3 separate regions of the Mus musculus genome follow, and all the other regions are linked to region 2. Evidence: chromatin contacts called from public Hi-C and promoter capture Hi-C data. All regions are on one chromosome and are shown on one strand. The core of a region is the stretch at or near the end of the contact, and the rest is flanking DNA. Distances in the headings are between cores, read along the strand shown.

Evidence for each region. Promoter capture Hi-C pulls out the DNA fragments that hold promoters and counts their contacts. Hi-C and Micro-C count contacts between places; a contact is called where the count stands out from the background.
Region 1: a contact with region 2 is called in a Hi-C map of ventral hippocampal neurons, with 2.6 times the contacts expected there. The contact joins the enhancer-like site here to the promoter of Clcn5 in region 2. A contact is called at or near these places in 5 of 39 promoter capture datasets (the 3T3-L1 cell line, cranial neural crest, hippocampal neurons and 1 more), 5 of 484 Hi-C or Micro-C datasets (cerebral cortex, cortical neurons, palatal mesenchyme and 1 more) and 3 of 115 datasets of contacts at active chromatin or transcription factors (astrocytes, embryonic forebrain and embryonic limb bud).
Region 3: a promoter capture Hi-C map of hippocampal neurons shows a contact between it and region 2, with 2.5 times the contacts expected there. The contact joins the promoter of Ezhip here to the promoter of Clcn5 in region 2. A contact is called at or near these places in 2 of 39 promoter capture datasets (embryonic stem cells and hippocampal neurons).

The regions. Positions count from the first base shown.
Region 1 is chrX:6,256,067-6,260,266 of GRCm38.p6, forward strand. No RefSeq gene overlaps it. Among named protein-coding and RNA genes, the nearest start is that of Gm46685, 23 kb to the left of the region's middle. Within about 2 kb of position 2,600, at least 21 of the 459 cell types and tissues checked have an H3K27ac peak or open chromatin away from gene starts, as enhancers often do. A contact at or near this core is called in ventral hippocampal neurons, where this site is marked.
Region 2 is chrX:7,317,944-7,322,030 of GRCm38.p6, forward strand. Clcn5 (chloride channel, voltage-sensitive 5) reads right to left here and starts at 1,415. Exons shown (of 14, transcript NM_001243762.1): 1 at 1,163-1,415.
Region 3 is chrX:6,081,769-6,085,981 of GRCm38.p6, forward strand. It overlaps Ezhip (EZH inhibitory protein), which reads right to left and starts at 1,652. Exons shown (of 2, transcript NM_001033211.3): 1 at 1,371-1,652; 2 at 1-1,007. The coding sequence starts at 1,554. All of the region lies in intron 1 of Gm26618 (a long non-coding RNA gene), which reads right to left.

The DNA of each region.
Region 1 (4,200 bases), core at 1,350-3,849, 1.1 Mb before region 2:
ACTGAAATTTTGAAATAATTGGATAAATGTTGTACATGGTCTTTTTATTACAGTGAAAGACTGCACTTATAAAATCTAAATGAAATATGAACACGCATATGAACATGAACATGCATAGTCTTCAGTCATCTTTCAAAAGATTTAGCTGTCTTTTAAAATCCAGGCTCAATCAGGCTGGTGATACAAAGGAGAAGCCCTATGTTTTGGAACTAACTGTAAAAGGCAGTTTCCCCTGGCCTGCAGGGGCACAGACACCACAAATTGGGTCTTTGACATGTTGTGCGCCTGATCTTGCTCTTTGTCAAGTGTATATTCCTTTGCTTTGACAGTTAATTTTTATAAAAATATAGACCAGGCATTGTCACAAAATAGTTCTTGTATATAGTGTTGAATATAGGGACCAACTCAGGAGGAATAAATGGAATTTAAATCTGCAGACTTCCAATCAAGTGACATGGAATATTACTTATTCACCCCATTCTTTTGCTCTTATTTAATTGAATTACTTTCTACTCAAAGACAACTTATATATCTTATTGATTTTGCCAATAAATATGTATTTTGAGATGGTGCTGACTTTATTTTCACTGAAGTATAATTTCAAATCCATACATTTTTCTCTTCTGTAAACAATGTGTGTAAATAGCACTGTTGTGCCCAGATTTCAAAAACCCCAAAGAGACCAACCACCAGGAACCATAACTTGGATGCAAGCACATAAGATTCTTTATTTAAGCTCAAGCTTGGGTCACAAACCTTCCCTGCACAACAGGTTAGGAGAGTGACACTTGGCTCTAGGGGTTTAGGGTTTATATTAGGAAAAGTTTGCAAGCTGGGGCTCTCAAGGCTTGGCATTACATGATTGGGTAATGGGTAAAGGAATGTTAACCTTCAAACTGCTAGCATTTGTTCAGATCACAAGGGAAGAACTCACATCTAAAAAGAGGGATCTTGACCTGGGAAAGACTTATGCTTTCTTAGCCCACTCTGCTGTTACCAGTTAGCTACAGCTACTGTGTCTATTTTGCTACTGTCAGGGACATTTCGTGATTTTTCTCAGACCTTAAGGGTAGAAGTCATATCACTCCAGTGACAGCAGCTTAAAATAGAGTTTAGAAGACAAGATGGAATCCGTCCTGCTGCTTTCTGCCTCTTCAGTACTACCCCACAATCAAGAAAGAACAGGTTTTCCAACCCCCAAACCCCTTTATAAGAAAAACATCCCTGTAGAGACAGATACCTATCGCCAGCTGCGTGGCAAGTATCCCTGCCCTTCTCTTGCTCTCCACATCCTGCTCCAAATTTCCCTTTCCCCTCTTTTGCCTTAGCTCTAAAACACTTCAGAAGACAACCATCTAGCCAATCTCCCACGTCACTACCTACTTGTCCTTCTAGCTTCTGTGTGGTCTGTATCTTTGGTTCATGCCTCAATCCAAACATGTCTCGGATCTTTTTGTATAGCAGTTTCCTCAAATATTGGAACATTCCATCCTGCAGTGGAGTTAAAACCAGAAGATAAATAACCCCAAATAATAAGAGGAAGTTCCTGAAACTGGCCAGATTCACTAGGCCTCTCCCTCCCTCCCTCCCTCCCTCCCAAAAGTATAACAAAAAGACTGATGTGAGTGGCTTTCAGACAACCTACCAGCAAAGAAGACTCTGAAACCAGACCAACTGCCCAGAAGAAGCTAGATCAGCCAAGCTGTCAGGAAGATGTTTAGACCAACCGAGTCACTTGGAAAGGACAGTCTCCAAGTCTTTGAGCTGCCTGTAGGCTGGAAGTGTTCTCGGGTATCCACCCCCCACTTTTGTGAGAAGTCTGGTGGACTGTGATTTGTGAAAGCAGCTGTATGTTTTAGACATTTTTGCTCCTGTAAGGAACCCCTCACCCATATTCATGTAAGTAACCCCAATAAATTCATAGCTAAGCCAGGTTGGACTTTGGTACTATTCCTACTTTGGTCTGATACAGGATTCCTATCTGGAGTATAAAGACACATGTGGTGTCTCCCAGGAAAAGTCTTGCCACATAACAGCTATTTCCCCCTTCACATCTTCATTCACTGATACTACCACAGTTTAACCCCATTGCTTTAGCTATTGGTATTATGTTTTCCATTGTGTATTCTCTGCATTTTCCAATGGCCTTAGCCTGTGTGCTCATTTCCATAAACCTCCATTTCATCCTGCAATATCACTGGAAACCCTTATCCAAAATGTAGGACATATTTTTGCTCTACTGCAGTATCATCACTGACTACTCAACTACTGTCCAAAGGATGAAAGCAAGTGTTTCACTACAGTCTGTTAGGAGAATCTGTGATCCAGTCCTAGCACTGGATTCCTAATTTACCAAGACAGCATTAATGCCCCAGAACTTGAGATCTTCCTGGGGTCCTTCACTCATGTGAACAACACTGTTCACAGTTCACTATATATTTGTCTATTCTGTGTACACCAGCCTATGACAGCTTGTTAGCTAGACAGCAATATCCGGATCCCAGAGGCAAATCTTGACTGCCAGCGTTCCCATATGAAACATGATGTCCCCACTGACAGCTACAGTATTCACTACTCACGCATGAGTCACTGTTCTCCTAATAGAAAATAATCTCCTGGTAGCCATAGTGACAGCTCTGCAGTTGCCAACAATCAGGCTACTACAGTGAACAATAGGATGTATGATTTCCTGAACACCCTCTACTGTGTCAGAGATCAGCAGGAACCCTACCCCGATAAGGACAGGGGAGTAACTGAAGCCAGGATGGATGAACTGGGATGCCAGTGATCTGCACCACTGTATCTGAAGAGACATCCTCCTCCCAGCCCTTGCTTTTCAGTTACAACTCACTCACACAACTGCACTCTTTCCAGTACTCCTTCATATTCTGTTGTTCTCAGGTGTCTGTCTCTGATATGTCACCATCTCACCCACCAGTATTCCCCTGTCCCAGAGGAGAAGAATTGAGGGTGGACAAAGAATCCATACCTGGCTCCTGAGAACAGCAAGCACCTTCAGACACTGGAATGCTATGGGGTACAAAGGCAATACTTACCCAGAACCCAGAATGCTGGTACATGAGACAGTCTTGGTGCATGCAATGGAGTATTATAGACAGAGTATTCATGATCTTTCACAGTCCACAGTTGATGTTCAACTCACTGATGAGATGGCATTAAAAGGTAGAGTCTATGGTTGTGATGTCACTCGCCCCTAATATCAACACACTTGAGTCACAGACAAGTGGATCTTTGTGAATTTAAGGCAATCAGCCTGGTCTACATAGTGAGTTCCAGACCAGCATGATTCTATAGTGAGATCCTGTCTAAATGCTAATAAATAAATAAATAAGATTTGTCAGAGGTAACTTAGGATTCTCTGGGATCTGACACCCTGACCACCCAGTTATCACCCAGACCCAAACTGAGGGCTCTGAGTTGGCCCACCCCCAAATCTATATAATCTAAGAACTGCTGGGACATATGAAGGGCCAGTCCTGTTCATCCAAAGCTGCAGGATCTCCATGACACAGGGCAACAACAAGATAACCAGGGGGAGTCCTGATGAGGATGTCACAGAAGACTCATTGCAATGAACATTTGCAAGTGAAGATGTGTGGACAGAGGGATATACTCTGGGACACACTTTGACATACTACAGCTTCCATAATGAGATGTTTTCTATGCTTTGTTTTTTGATTGTGTGTGTATGGGGACATGGGGCTGAATGTAGAGCACCATCTGCAGCAGTAACACGCAAACTCTGCCCATTGACTATGAATGTGAATTCAGGAGGCGGGTTTATCTTACGCCATTGAAAAGGGAGGTGCCTTTAGCCAATCTCCATAGGAGATCTCTGTTAGGACCTCAGGCTGCAGTCATCCTAGAGGAGGAAACTGAGATGAAAGTCTCTGCTAACATGGTCAATATTCGCAGATCCACCTTTTAGAAAGGTTTTGCCATCAAAACAACCCTGAGATTCCACCTCACACCAGTCAGAATGGCTAAGATCAAAAATTCAGGTGACAGCAGATACTGGCGAGGATGTGGACAAAGAGGAACACTCCTCCATTGTTGGTGGGATTGCAAGCTTGTACAACCACTCTGGAAATCAGTCTGGAGGTTCCTCAGAAAATTGGACATAGTACTACCGGAAGATCCAGCAATACCTCTCCTGGGCATATATCCAGAAGATGTCCC
Region 2 (4,087 bases), core at 165-2,664:
TCCATTGATTTTTACATAACCAACGTGTGCAACTCTGAAGTGGGAAAGCTAAAGCCCAAACGCTTAAGGCTAATACTAGTTGGAGAATAGTGTTGGCCCTCTTTAATGACCTCTTTTTCTTTAAAGAACAAAAAGGGTTCGTGTGTGCGCCAGTCCTCAAAACTCCAACAAAGACTGGGCTTTGGATGAGGAGAGGCTCCTGAAATCCAAGAAAAAGAGAGCTTAAACTCTAAGGATGAATTCACCAGGGAAAAGTGCTCCAATGAGTTTACCTGGAACATGGCTCAGTTTAAGTCGACTCCCCATCCCCCTCCTATTTTACTGTTAAGAAGTACTTACTGATCAGCACGTCGTGGAACAAGGGGAAATTTAACAGCTCTGAAATTCAACCCGGGAAATTACTAATACATTTATGAAGTATGTGTAAAGGGGAGTCTCACTGGTTTTTAATGCTTCACCTTCTGGCTTTCCCCTCATTTACTCGGCGCAGCTTCCACTGACGTTATCACAGGGCCACCCGTCCAACTTCAGTCAACTGATTTGTTCTGAAACGTTCATAAAGGTAAAAAGCACGTCAAAGTTAAGCTAAAGCTAAAGCTTTCTTTCCATTACTTGGAAAGGAGCTGGAGCGCGGGGCTCCAACCTCTGGAAGCAGCAGCTTAAGCGCATTGGGCGGCAAAGGGCGAAAACGCACACCAACTTCTTCGCCCAGACCGTCTGGACTGCACTTCGCTAAGAAGCCCTAGAAACCTGTGGCGGGTCCAAAGCAGGAGCAAGCCGAACCTGGCCTCGGCTGCGCTTTCCCAGCGAACGCCGCCCCAGCCCTGTCCTCTGGAGAAGCGACGCGGGCAGCCAAGCTCCCCGCTTTCAAAGCTGGGTGGGCTTGGCGCCGCTTGGCAAGGAAACTTCGATCGGCAGCCTGGGGACCCTGCTCCCCAGAACAGGGCTGGGCTGCCGAGGAGATGCCGCCCCGCTCTGGCAGGAACCAGGCTGTCCACCACCTCCTTCAGTGGCGGCCGGGCAGAGGGAACGCCAGCTCCGGGGACCGCGGTGGCAGGCGAGCGTTCTTCCCTGCTCGCCGTACCGGGGGGCTCCTCGGGTGGGCCGGCGGCCGGTGAGCCGGGAAGGACCTGTTGGGGAAGGGAAGCCCATTTGCCTTTACCTGTCACCGAGGTCCGGCGCGGCGGAGCCCGTGTCCACCGGCGGTGGGCAGCGCGCTCAGTCGGCTCTGGCGTTCCACACGGCGAGTAGAGCTAGCGCCCCACGTAGCCGGCAGAGCTTCATTCACACAGCCCAGCCGGGAGGAGGGGGAGCGGAGCGGGAGCGAGGCTCATGTGACAGGCGCCTTGGAGTATTAGCTCTGCCAAGACGGCGTCTGCGCATGCGCGCCACGGAGGGCCCGCTCCAGGCACCTCGGGCCGGCCAGGGGGGAAAGCGCCACCGAGAAGCAGCAGCTGGGAGGAGCTTCGGCATGCGCAACCGCAATAGGGTAGTCGGGCTTGCAGCCATATTTAATGAGGACTGGGCGGATCCAACCCAAATGCGGGGCGTGTCAGTTGCATTTGGGGGAAAAAAAAAGCAATGCTCCCTTCGGTTTCATTGTTTGCAGATTGCCTACCTTGGTTTTGCTTTTGTCTTTAGAACAAACTGTTTATCCTGAGTATCTTGCCCACAGCGGACATCAGACCACAAATTTAAGCCTCCCTTATGCCAGGCATTGTTCTGGCTAATATACTTTATTCGTTTCATTTAATGCTCACAAGAACTCATGAAGAGTGTGTCATTATCCGTTTTCCCTCATAAAAATACAGAGGCTCAGAAAGGTTACATAGCTTTTCCAATCTCACACTGTAGTAGCAATAAGAATAGTGATCAAATACAGTAGTGCTTGCAGGGGCCAATTTAATCCAACACAGGGAAATCTATACTGCAGTTACTTATAGGTATTATTGCCAATTTAATCATTGTCAAGCGAAAACTCAAGGTGACATATACTTCTAATCCCGATTCTTTGAGGTTGAAGGCAGGAGAATCGATGCGAGGTCATCCTAGGCTATATTGTAAGTTTGAAGGCAGGATGCTGTCTCAAAAACAGACAAACAAAACACAAAATAAAGCTCAGATTCCAACTGAGGTCTCTCTGTCTCCAAAGCCATTCCGAATAATTAGAAGAACTATCCTATCCTTGTGAGGAATGAACAGGTTATACAAATGGAGTGCAGCTATTAATTTATTGCAAGAACTAAGATTGGAATCCACATCATCAACACAAGTAATCTACCTAGAAGCCAAGTATTCAAATTCAAAATCCACTGTAGTAAATAGTATTTTTTTTTCTTGCAACAGGGACTCACTATTTAGCCTTGGATGCCTGAAACTCACCATGTAAACTAAACTGGCCTTGGGATCACAGATACTCAGCTGCTTCTGCCTCCCAAGCGCTGGGATTGTAGACCTGTGCCACACCCGTAGACTTTTTTTTTCTTTGAGAAGTTTATACAAGTATACAATAAACTATAATCTTATACGCTTCCATTTGCTCCCTCCAATTCTCCCCAAGAAATCCATATTTCCCCCAACACCTCCCCTCATAATTTCAAATTTCTTGTGTTAGTAACCCAATAAATCCAGTTAGTGCTGCCCATATTTGCAAGAGTGTGGGACCATTCGACAGACCAGGAAAAACCTACCAGAGGTCACACCCTCAAAGAAGAGCAATTCTCTCTCCCCAGGTGGGAAGCTATCAACTACCAATGGAATCTCAGTAAGAAATAGAGTCTGGATATCACCTCTCCCATCTCTGTAGGAATGTTGGTGGCTTGGTCTTGTTCAGGAGTCAGTGACCTTGTGGACAAAGGACAGTCTTTTACAGCACTCCTGTGCATCCTCCAGCTCCTGCATTCTTTCAATCTCCTCTTCTAAGATGGCCCTTAGGCCTAATTGGGGGTGGGGGTAGGGTTGAGAATTCTGTCATTTAGACTTCGGGCTGAGCACTCAGTCTCTTCTCAGAACTTTGGCCAGTTGTGAGTTTCTGTGTTTCATGGCAAAAAGAAGCTCCTCAGACCAAAGTTGAGAACAGCCCAGATCTATAGCTATAGACACTAATATTTGGAAGGCAATCATTTAGCTAAATTAAAATAGCAGGTTCTACCCAAGGAGTGACCCAGACATGGAGTTACAGTATCAGGCATAAAATTCTCTCCTGTGATAAAGGTTTCAATCAGAAAGTGGCCATCAACATGCCACTATTACACCAGTAGGCACATCTTGCCTGGCAGATCAGCAATGTTAACACAAGGGAGCAAAATTCAGTAAGGCCATGTATGCTCAGTGAATTTTGAATGCCTACTTTGGATAAGTTAAGGGTTTGGAAATATAAAACCTGTATCTGAGCCCAAGCCATGCAAAGCTTCCAGAGATAAAGCTATAATCAAACACAATGAAGTTTTGGGCTTATTTTAATACAAAACCTAACAGGAAAAAAAATGGTCATCTCACAGAGAAAAAAGATAGGGTCATGGGAGAAGACTAAACGTTAGATGAATTTCAAAAGAAGCCATGCTTCCATAAGCTCAAACCCTGATCATCACTGTGTGGATCTGGACTGTGGAGTGAATCCAGAGCTCTGCATTCTTGGGAACCCTGGAGTAGATATGAAATGTTGGATCCAGGTAGGCCTTTATCTAAAGCTCTATACCTGAGCCCCAAATCAAAGCTGCTTCTGTGTGCCAGCTTCGTTTATGCCCTCCACACACATGGGGTGATTTAGTGATGACAATACTAGTGGGTGATAACAAGTGGCAGGCAGCAAGATGCTGCTAGCTTATGACTGAAAAGGACAAAGGGGGTTTTTTAAACCACCATGGTCACCTACACTCCAGCCTATTACTACATACCACACTACAGTATCGAAGCATAGAGGTTGTGTGTGGTGTGAATGGAAAGGAACCGAGGCTAAATTAGAAGGACTGGGAATGCTGGACAGATATTCCTACTTGATTCAGAAACAAATGGGGGAAGAATTGAGGAAGTTTGCTTTGATGTGTGATGTGCGAGCACACACCACACACACACACATGATTTGTGC
Region 3 (4,213 bases), core at 402-2,901, 1.2 Mb before region 2:
CTCACTGGAAGATGAGGAGGGAGAATGGACACCTTCAAAATAGTGCTTGGGCAAAGGATAGAGCCTACCAGGAGGAGAAGGGGAAGAGGCTCGCATACGAACTGGGCGCCTTGGAGGAGAGTCTTCGGCTGCTAGAGAGGATCTCCCTGGGACTGCAAACCTAGAGGAGGAACGGCTCGCTTGCGGCCGGCTGCTAGGGCCAGGTTCTGACTCCAGCTCTTGCTCTTCTTGCTCTGCCTCCGATTCCGGCTCACGGTCCACTTGCAGATCCAGCCTCATCTTTATTTTACGGCTCCGTTGATGGTCAGAGCCGAGCCTGGGTGTACTGCAGCTGCGGCTTCGGCTCCGGCTCCGTGGGGCACGGCTGCTGCCTCTATCAGAACTGGACCTCGTGGTACTGCTGGGAGCAACAGGAACTCGTGGAGTGGCCCGAGGACGTAAATTCCTGCCTGCGCTCTGGGCTTCCGGGCGAGCTTCGGGGCTGACCACTGATGCACTGCTCCGAGGACGAGGACGTAAATTCCTGCCTGCGCTCTGGGCTTTGGGGCGAGCTTCAGGGCTGACCACTGATGCACTGCTCCGAGGACGAGGACGTAAATTCCTGCCTGCGCTCTGGGCTTTGGGGCGAGCTTCAGGGCTGACCGCTGATGCACTGCTCCGAGGACGAGGACGTAAATTCCAGCCTGTGCACTGGGCTTCGGGGCGAACCTCTTCGGGGCTGACCTCCGATGCACTGCTCCTACGACCGAAAGGTACAACTCCGGAACGGAGGACCCAGCCTTCGGGGGTCCCGCTGCCTCTGGGATCAGGACCACCATCACCGTCATCATCATCATCGGGAGCCCGTGGACTGGCCTGTTGACGCAGTTCTCGGCCAGCAGGGCTGGACTGGTCACTCTCGGCACGGCTGGACTCGGCACAGCGGAGGGCCTCGGGGACTGGAGTAGACCCCGAGCCCTGTGAGGTGGAGCTCCTGAGGGTAGGCCCCGGGGCTTCTAGGTTCCCCACTGGAAAATCAAAATGGTGGCTTTGGTCAGGCCTAGGGCTCAGAGAAGACTCTGGCTGGGGCATAGCAGGAGACCCTCGAGCTCCGGGAAGCGGAGGCCCGGCTGCACCTTGGGCCATTAGGCTCCGGTTGGGGTTGGGCTGCTCCCTCTTTCTACTGCTCTTGGTGTGAGGCGGGGAGCCGCTGCCGCCTTTCCTGCCTTTCCCGCCTTGGTCGGCTTTCCCGCCGCCTTTCGGGGTCAGGCCGAGCTCTCTCTGGCTTCTCATCATGGGCCTTGCATGTCCAAGTTCTAGGTCTGGGCCACCGCCACCCTCAGGGTCGCCATGTTGACTCCCAGGCTCAGAAAATGTCCCCAGGTCCTCACCGGCCGTGGAGGTGACGCAGGCCGCCGCCATTTCGGCTTCGAGGCTCCGGAGACGCAGCGCGCTGCCTGCCCCCGAGGGACCACCTCGGCCTCTGGGCCCCGAAGGCCCCGGAGCTTCACCTTCGGACTCGTCAGTGTCTCTGAGCGCCTCCAGCCCCCTCTCTGGAGACGAAGAGCTGGCCATGTCGGTCCAACAGCGTCTGGAGAAATGCTTCGCTCGGCTTTGCACGCTCAAATGGCTTCCTGAGAGCCAGCGAGGATGCTGGGTAGTGACCACATACAGTGGAGGAGCGCAGAGGGCTGGCCAGATAAAATGGGAGCCTGGCTGGGATTGGCCAAATTCTGGCCTCTGATTGGTCAGCTCTGAGTAATCTGTTGCTACCCTCGCCAACTTCCTAGTTTTCCAGCTGAACCTCCCTCCACCTGGCAATGCATCCTGCTGAGCCGGAGGAGGCCAGGGAAACTTCTAGTGGTTTCTGGTGTGTTCTGCCGCTCCCACTGCACCTGCATCCACCCCCATCACTTCCCAAGGTCAATAGTCTGAATTTCACAATCCTTCCACCCTGACCTAATTCGGAACATCTACAGGAATTACCGGCAACATCCTGAGTTTTGACGTTTTGTGATTGGTCCGGGAATCACTTTAGAGACTTACCACATGCCAACCATGTTCCATCTCCTAAGCCATGTATGACCTTACTGCTCCCCTTTAAGTAACCAGGTGACCCCGCTAAGGAGTCTGGTAGAGTTTAAGTTTGCTGAGAGGTAAAGGATTTCAAAGGCGATGCTGAAGTACATTGTCTTGGATTTAAAATGTTCGGCAAGGAATGTCAGGTCCCAAACACCGGGCCGAGTTTTACAATTTTCGTGTAAGATGCTTTTCTTTGTCTTGCACCAAGGTACAGGTCAGACCGCCTAAGATTCAGTTGATGAATTAACTGACTTGAGCTCCTCTTCTAGTTTTTTTTTTTCTCCACACGGATTTTAAAGTTTAATATTTATACACATTTTAAATTACTACACCAGGACTATTGTTTTTCGTAACCCGAAACAGAAAAATAAATGTACCAAAACCAGCACCTAAATTTTCTCATGCCTACAATCTAATACTGGGAAAGATCAATTATATCTTTGTAGACTGGACATTTATACATATTTCTTAGTTTTATGAAAATAGAATTATTCATGCATAAGTATTGTTTGTAAATTGTTTGGGGGTATCCAGAAAATACATTTTCCATGTCAATGAATACATGATGACAAAGATCTGGGTGCGATATCTCACACCGGTGATTGTTGTTCTAGGGAAGGGTGAGAGGAGGATTTCAATTTGAAGATCACCCTGGGCTGCATGAGACCCTGTTCAACAATGAAGTATTTAGGGAGGAAACATGTTTTCAAAATTTTTATACTGACCAATATGTATGCTCTCTCTATTTTTTCATATCAGTGTGAGATATACATCACCATACTCACTAAAGATTGCTTATAAACTCAAATATGTCTTTATTGTGAATAAATCCTGAGGAAGAAATTCCTGGTATAAGCCTATGCACATTTATAATTTTAGCAGAAACAAATGGGACACTTAAAAGAATGGATTAGCAACTGGACTTGGACACAAAAATAGAATAGAATGCTGTTTAGTGTGTCTAATAAGGTGGAATGGCAAATGGATTTGAAACAGAGCGCAGAATGCGATGAAATTGAAACTGGGTACACACTAGAATGAAATGGGGAAGGAAAGGCATACTCAGACCTTCTGATCTGGACAATTGAATATAATGGACAAAACCAGAATGGAGCAGAAAGCACCTAATACATGAAAGAAAAATACTGCATCTGAAAAATGAGGGAAATATAGTGTCAAGTGAAATATTAAAATAGTAAATCAAAATAGGACTGGTTGGGTCCTGGAATCATTTAATACAGATTTTAAAATAGCAGACAATGCACACACACACACACATACACTCACACTCACACACACGCACGTGCAGGTGCAGGTGCTGCCTGTGGGCTTGTTGCCTGGTCCTTTTTAGAAGTGTGTCTCTGACGGTGGGTGGGCTTTTAGTGAGGCCTAGTGTCTCTTTCTTCTTGCTGCCTGGGGATCCAGATGTAGAACTCTTAGCTACTTCTGCATCAGTACATCTGCCTGCATGCTTGCCACCAATCTAACAATGGACTAAATCTCTGAAATTATATACAAGCCCCAAATAAATGCTTTCCTTTAAAAGAATTCTTGTGGTCATGGTGTCTCTTCACAGCAGTAGAATACTGCCTACAACATACATTTATCAGGTTTTTTTGGAACAAGATTATCCAACTTTAAAAGAAAAAGTATTTGTAAAAAATGTAAAGCCTGCACATATCAAATATTAGAATAAATTAGTTTAATATAGTCATGACCTATAAAATCAATATTATAAAACTGAATTATATTTCTCTATACTAAGATCAGAAATGATGTAAAGAAAAAATTAAAATGCCATTTCCTGTACCACGAGAAAATATCAAGCACAAAATAATAAAATCTCACAAGATTCTTGGACAGAAATCACTGTATCATTCTTGAAAGAGATTAAAGCAAACCGCCATTAATCCAAGGTGCAGCATGGCTAACTGTGGGTTAGAACAGAGCTTCTTCAAACTTTTTCTGTTCACGATTCCCGCTAATAATAAATCATAAATTTATTTTTAAATAGTTCTCTAATTACATAAAATCATGTCATTTACTAACGATGATTGTAAACTTTCATACTAACAGGATGGATGGCCCTCTTTATTTTTGCATAAAGAATCAAATCTTCACTGAATATTTGATATTTCAGAACATAGAACAT